Regions from separate parts of the Macaca mulatta genome. Here region 1 is linked to region 2. Evidence: chromatin contacts called from public Hi-C data. All regions are on one chromosome and are shown on one strand. The core of a region is the stretch at or near the end of the contact, and the rest is flanking DNA. Distances in the headings are between cores, read along the strand shown. Region 1 has its middle 40 kb from the start of ASB13. Region 2 overlaps NET1 (neuroepithelial cell transforming 1).

Region 1 (3,258 bases), core at 688-3,187, 170 kb after region 2:
ACTGTTCACCTGGGCCCTCATCCTGCAAACACATTCAGAGCTCATTCTCTGAGCCTGGCTGTGTGCTGGGCACGGGGCTCCTGGGGAGAGGGCAGACAGGACCTGACCTCTAGCCTCAATGTCCTTGCAGTCTGGGAAACTTTACAAGCACATGAATAAAGTATTCAAATCAAGAAAGATAGGAACTATTATAGAATTAAAAGCAAAGTGCTTTGGGTAGAGTTATAAGCCAGGTACCTGGAAACCCAGAAAGAGAAGGATTCTTCAGTCCGGGAGGAAATTAAGGAACATTCACAGGGGTCAGAAATGAGCTGAGCCCTAAAAGATGGAAAGGAATTTTCTGCTTAACTAGAAAGCTTTCTCCACAGTCCGAAATATGTTTCACAGTGAGAAGGAGGATAGGCAGGGAGCACGTTGGCATTGTGGTGTTGTGTTGTTACTGTTATTGTTGTTTGAGCCAGCAGTACACCTCACCACATTAGTGTGGATGTCTGGAGAAAGTGTGGAGACTACACTGGCATCTAAAAATTCCAGTTGCGCTGAACGTAGCGGCTCACGCCTATAATCGCAGCAATCTTGGGAGGCCAAGGTGAAAGGATTTCTTGAGCCCAGGAGATCAAGACCAGCCTGGAAACCATGGCGAGACCCCATCTCTACAAAACATTTTTAAAAATAGCCAGGCATGGTGGTGCACACCTGTGGTCCCAGCTATTCATGATGCTGAGGCAGGAGGATCACTTGGACTCAGGAGTTCAAGGCTGCTATGAACTGTGATTGCACCACTGAACTCCAGCCTGGGTGACAGAGTCAGACCCTATTTCAAATAAATAAATAAATAAATAAACAAATAAATAAAAATTCCAGTTGCTAAAGCCACAAATATCCAGAACCCACACACTGACCTGTGCCTTCCAGGACTGCGGTGGGGATGGGTACTGTCTTACCGGCTGCCACAACGGAGCCCCACAGTCTGGGAGGCTTAAACAGCAGACATTTATTTTCTCATGGTCCTGGAGGCTGTAAGTCCAAGAGATCAAAGTGCTGGTGTGATTGGGTTCTGGTGAGGGCTGTTGTCCTGGCGTGCAGACAGCCACCTTCTCACTGTGTCCTCCAGTAGCTTTTTCTGTCTGAGACAGAGATCAATCTCTGGTGCCTTTTTCCTTTTTAAGTAAGAACACCAGGTTTTTTGAAAAGAACGGTCCCACCTTTATGATTTCCTTTAACCGTATTCACCCCCTTAAAGGCCCTACCTCCAAATATAATCACATTGGAAGTTAGGGCTGCAAAATATGAATTTGGAGGAGGCATAATTAAGTCTGTAGCAGGCATTCCCAGCAATGCATCAAAAAAAAAAAAAAAAAAAAAGACACGGAAGGTTGGAAAGAGAATGCAGTGAGGAAAGGGTAGGAAAGGGAGGGGCTGTGGCCAGGACGGGTGTCAGAACCCAAAGAGATTTGAAAACCAGGGACCCAGGCCATCCTCTGGGCCACTCCTAAATCAAAGGAAGAGGCTGGACGGGTCCAGGGTCGTCTCCTACTTTTCTGTGTCAGATCTCCTTGATTCTACAGTAACTCCAGGCATCTTTCTTCCTGTCCTATGCAGTCCTCACCATAGACTCGTTCTGGAAAGCGGGGAGGAATGGCCGGGGAGGGAGCGAAAAGAGAAACTATTACGCTGTAGGTCCCGGAGAACACGGCTCTCCCTGGGTCTGGGAGCTTAGGGACTTTCTGCCGCACCCCACGCCTCACAAGATTGAAAGAGTTTCATCAGGGTCTGAGCTCTGGGATTTGGAAAGACTCATGGAAAACAGAGCAGAGCCTGAGCTTTGCAGAGAATCCCTGCCTTCTCATAAAATTCTCCTGGAGGAGGCAGCATCAGAATGGATGCTTGAGACACACTACAGAATCTGCTTTCCCAAATCCTCCAACACACTGGACAGATGCCTCCTGGTTCTCATCATACCCCATCAGTCATGCCCCAAAGCCGCCTGAGCCCTCACCTCCCGGACTCTCCGAAGGCTGCCAACAATTACTGCTGAGCCAGCAATGCATAATCGTCTCCTTCCTGCCTTCCCGCCTCTTTCTGTCTTTTGTTCCCTGCCTGGAAATCTATACAGCGTGAAAGGAGTTATTGAGGTGTGTGTGGTGTTTTTTTTAAACAAGAATCGGAAAATTTGAGTCATCTTTTTACAAAGTTAGACTATAAAGGTTGTAGTCCCCCCTAAGGATTTAATAATGAAGTGAAGAGACCAGAGGTGACCAGAAACAAGTATGAGAGGAAACGAGAAGCCGTTATTCATGGATTTCCTGCAGTGTGCTCAGCACAGCACTACTCTAGGAGTTGGAGGATTTTTTTTTTAAGGTGCTGGTGCTAGGGGCTGAGTGGTGCTACTTACTATCTATTCTTCTGTTTTTTCTCAATAAGAGAAACCTTATATTGCTTGGGATGGCACTGTGCCCAAAGTAAAACAAATAAACACACCAAAAAAAAAAAAAATACAAAAGGCTTGTTTGGCTGGCAGACACTCCTTTTGCCAAGCTCTTTCCATCTTCTTCCTGCCTGGAAGATAGGCATGATGACTGGAGCTGTAGCAGCCATCTTGGGACCATGAGGGTCCCGAGGTCAAAAGGTCAAAAAAATGCAAAAGCTTTGGCTGTGGTATAGATGAAGGTTGGCAAACTATGGCCCATGAGTCAAATTTGGCCCACTACTTGTTTTTGTAAATAAAGTTTTATTGGAACACAGTCATGCTCATTTATTTTTCTGGAGCTAATTTTGCCCTGTCCATGACAAAGGGGAGTGGTTGTAACTGAGACTACTTGACCCACAATGCTAAAAATATTGGCTATCAGAAAATAAAATTATAAACCTCTGCTCTAAACCACAGGCAGCAATTGCCTATCTCCAGACTTATTATGTTAAAAAAAAAAAAAAAAATTCCTCTTGTATTTGACATGAGGTTTCTTGTGTTTAACATGAGGTTTCTGTTACAGACTAATTGATATAACACTATTTACACTTGAGGCACTCAGAGTTTACACAGCTGTGGAAGCAGAACATGGCAACTTTTAGAAAATTAAAAAGACACATCCCAAATTCCCTCCACCAGAGTAAGAATCATGGCCAACCAGTCTGACGTAGCCCTACATAACCCCAAGCAGCAATATTCACGGCGTCCTCTAGGTGGAGTTCTGCAGTGCACAGCCTGGGCAGCTGGAGGCAGCAGCCCTGTAACTCTGGCTTCATTCTGCAGCCCAC
Region 2 (2,914 bases), core at 213-2,712:
AAGGTTCCCTGCAACAGAAAAATCATTGAGCATGTAAAGCTTGTTGGCACTCTTTGTTTATTCCTATGAATTTTTGGATTTTTTTAAAATTTTATGTATTTATTTATTTATTTATTTTTGAGGAAAGTATGGTTCCAGTATCCATATCTGTTCTTTAAGCTTCTTGAATTTGCCGTAACATGTTTCCAGGACTCCAAGGTAAAAATAAACAATACTAGCAGCGGAACTATGGGTGCCTTCCATTTGGTGGTGGTGAGACAGTATGCGCCTATTCCACTCACCCTTCATCGCCTCCAGATGCTGCATCTGACCTATCTAAATACTGTATTAGGAATCTGTTTTGTGACTGCAAATATTTAGGTTTTAATAGTCATACCAAGATTATTAAGATAGTTCATGTGGACCTCTAAAGAAAACTACTTTTGGTTTCGGCTCACATGGGCCAGTTCCTAACCTGTATTCTGAGAGACACAGATTTTTGTCCCAATCTTGTAGGTGGCCTGTGAATGCCTAATCCATGTCACCTTTCTACGGAAGTTGCATGTATGAGTCTGTTTTCAAATTGTATATGTATCCTGAAATTAGTAGCAGCATTACACCTTTACATTTCATAGTCACACTTTTTGTTATTTTAGTCATTAAAATTGCTCATACTTTTAAAATATGTATACTAAAAGTTTGTTTTGTATTTGCCAAACATTCTTCACATATGTCCTTTGAGTGAGGCAGGAAAGTTACCACCATTCAGTCCCCAAAAGTATTTGCAAAGTGCCCTCCTCCTTTCTCTCCCTCTCCCATCCTGTATTTCCTGAGTAAGCATCATACTTCCCAAGACATCTTAGATTTGATAAACTCTGAAGAGTAGCATTTCCTTTGTGGAGAACTGAGATTATAGTTGGATTTTTAAAGGACTGTGGAACATATGTAACCACCAAGTACCACTTGGTATTTGGTGTATGCTGCCACCCTAAAGAGACCACATCAACAAAACCCATGTTCAGTTCAGAAGTATGCTTTAGATATATTTACATTCACTTATCTAAATCTAAATTCTGTAGTTTTAAAATATCACATAATTTTGAGTTACCAGGAAGTTAGTAGTTGTACAGTAACTGATCCTATAAAGATAAGAAATTTTTATCGTTAATTTGATTTTATGTGGTAAAATAGATATCAAAAATGTATTTCCTGCTAACTAAATTTTCCATTCATATTCATTGGGAAAAGCACCTTTGCAAAGACTTTTAAGTTGAAATTAAATATTTTCTGGGAAGTCAAATTTGTTATGCATGAAACAAGGAAGAGGAGTTAACCTCTGTTCCCAAAAAGCAGAACAGAACTTTCTGACAACTGCTTTGTTCCAGTGAAATGTCGGCATTTCTGACTCTGTGAGGTAATTCTATCTTCAGTCCAACAGGAGACTCTTTGTGCTGTCTTTACTAAATGGAAAGGAATGCCTGTGCTGGCCCCTGCACACGCGTGTGTCAGTCAGTCAGCACAGATGTACGTGGGGGAGGCATCCACACATGTCCTCAGAAGCACGGCGTGTGCCATCTTATTACATATCGCGAAGGTTTCTTTTGCAGTTCATTTATATTCAAAGTTTTACTTTGGAGTTGATTATTTGGTATGAGGGGTTGATCTACAACTCTGCCTCTTAAAGCCTTCAAATTTCTAAATTCTCTTTGATTACCAAGTTTCCTTGGTAGTTCACATTCCTTTCTGATACATTTAGGAGCTTTAATGAGTCTAATTCTTTCTTTGGATATTCAAATTTTTTACATTTCTTTCCAAATAATGTTAACTTTTCCTGTCAGTTTATTCTTAAATTATTAATTTTAAAAAAAAATTTTTTTTACCCAAACCAAAAATGGTCAATATAGTCTTCAGTTGTTTAAAGGCATTATTTTTACTCATTTTCTATACCCCTTCCTTTTTATATTACTTTAGTCATGTCAAAGAATTTTTAGAAAAAGTTGCTTCTTCTGTTATTTTTAAATGATGTCTTACTTTTCAGTGATAATTTTAATATAATTTAAAATTATATATCCTCCTGGATTCTCATCAAAATTATTTTGTCAAGTATGCCACAATTGTCAGAGGCACAAAATACAAATAGTTGTGCTCCATAGACATTATAAAGAATAGACCTGCTAGTTTTATGATCTGGCATTCTTCATTTCAGTAACCGTGTGAGTTACCTACTGGTATGCCTCCATTTTTCTAGCGATAAAATCAGAATAATGCAATTTTTATTAAGTTTCAAAATCTTTGAATAAGTGATGTGTTTGCTATATTATTATTTAAAAGCAATAACATGTAGAATCATAACTATTTCTTCTCAATTTGTGTATACCTTTCCTTTAAGTTAATAAATTACTGAGAGAGGATCTAATTATTTATGAATCCCAGTGTTTATGTAGTAAGTGGATCTAATTATTTACGAATCTCAGTGTTTATGTAGTAAATGGAAATATTCCTAAAATATGTTAGTAATGGCTCAAACTTAATATGTGCCGCACTGTTTCAAGCCCTTTTATTCATTTAATCTTCACAACAACTTCATAAGAGAAGTGCTGGTATTAGCCCCATTTTACAGATGAGAAAACTGATGCCGAGTATGCCCTAGCAAGTGGTAGAGCCGGGATTTGTGCCCAGTCAGATTTCAGAGCCTGGGTGCTCTTTTAACTCCTCCCTGCCTTGGCTTCACTCTTTTTCAGCCCATTCCGGTGTCAGACATGTTTATTGAAAGGTCATATTTTCTAACGAAAGTGGTTAAGTGGTTAAGAATGAAATGGTATAATGTCTGAGATTTGCTTTAAAATATTTAAGTAGGGACAAAAATGAAACAAATTGTTATACCAGACACTGTGGAGGGCGCTTGATAGACACATGGGATCCATTATGCCATTCT

What was found. A called contact is a pair of places that touch in the nucleus more often than the background predicts.
Region 1: a Hi-C map of fibroblasts shows a contact between it and region 2, with 3 times the contacts expected there. The contact joins two enhancer-like sites. A contact is called at or near these places in 8 of 14 Hi-C or Micro-C datasets (CD4 T cells, blood, cortical neurons and 4 more).

The regions. Positions count from the first base shown.
Region 1 is chr9:7,186,219-7,189,476 of T2T-MMU8v2.0, forward strand. No RefSeq gene overlaps it. Among named protein-coding and RNA genes, the nearest start is that of ASB13, 40 kb to the right of the region's middle. Within about 2 kb of position 1,938, at least 3 of the 40 cell types and tissues checked have an H3K27ac peak or open chromatin away from gene starts, as enhancers often do.
Region 2 is chr9:7,014,204-7,017,117 of T2T-MMU8v2.0, forward strand. The region is part of intron 3 of NET1 (neuroepithelial cell transforming 1); the gene reads left to right. Among named protein-coding and RNA genes, the nearest start is that of NET1, 35 kb to the left of the region's middle. Within about 2 kb of position 1,463, at least 2 of the 40 cell types and tissues checked have an H3K27ac peak or open chromatin away from gene starts, as enhancers often do.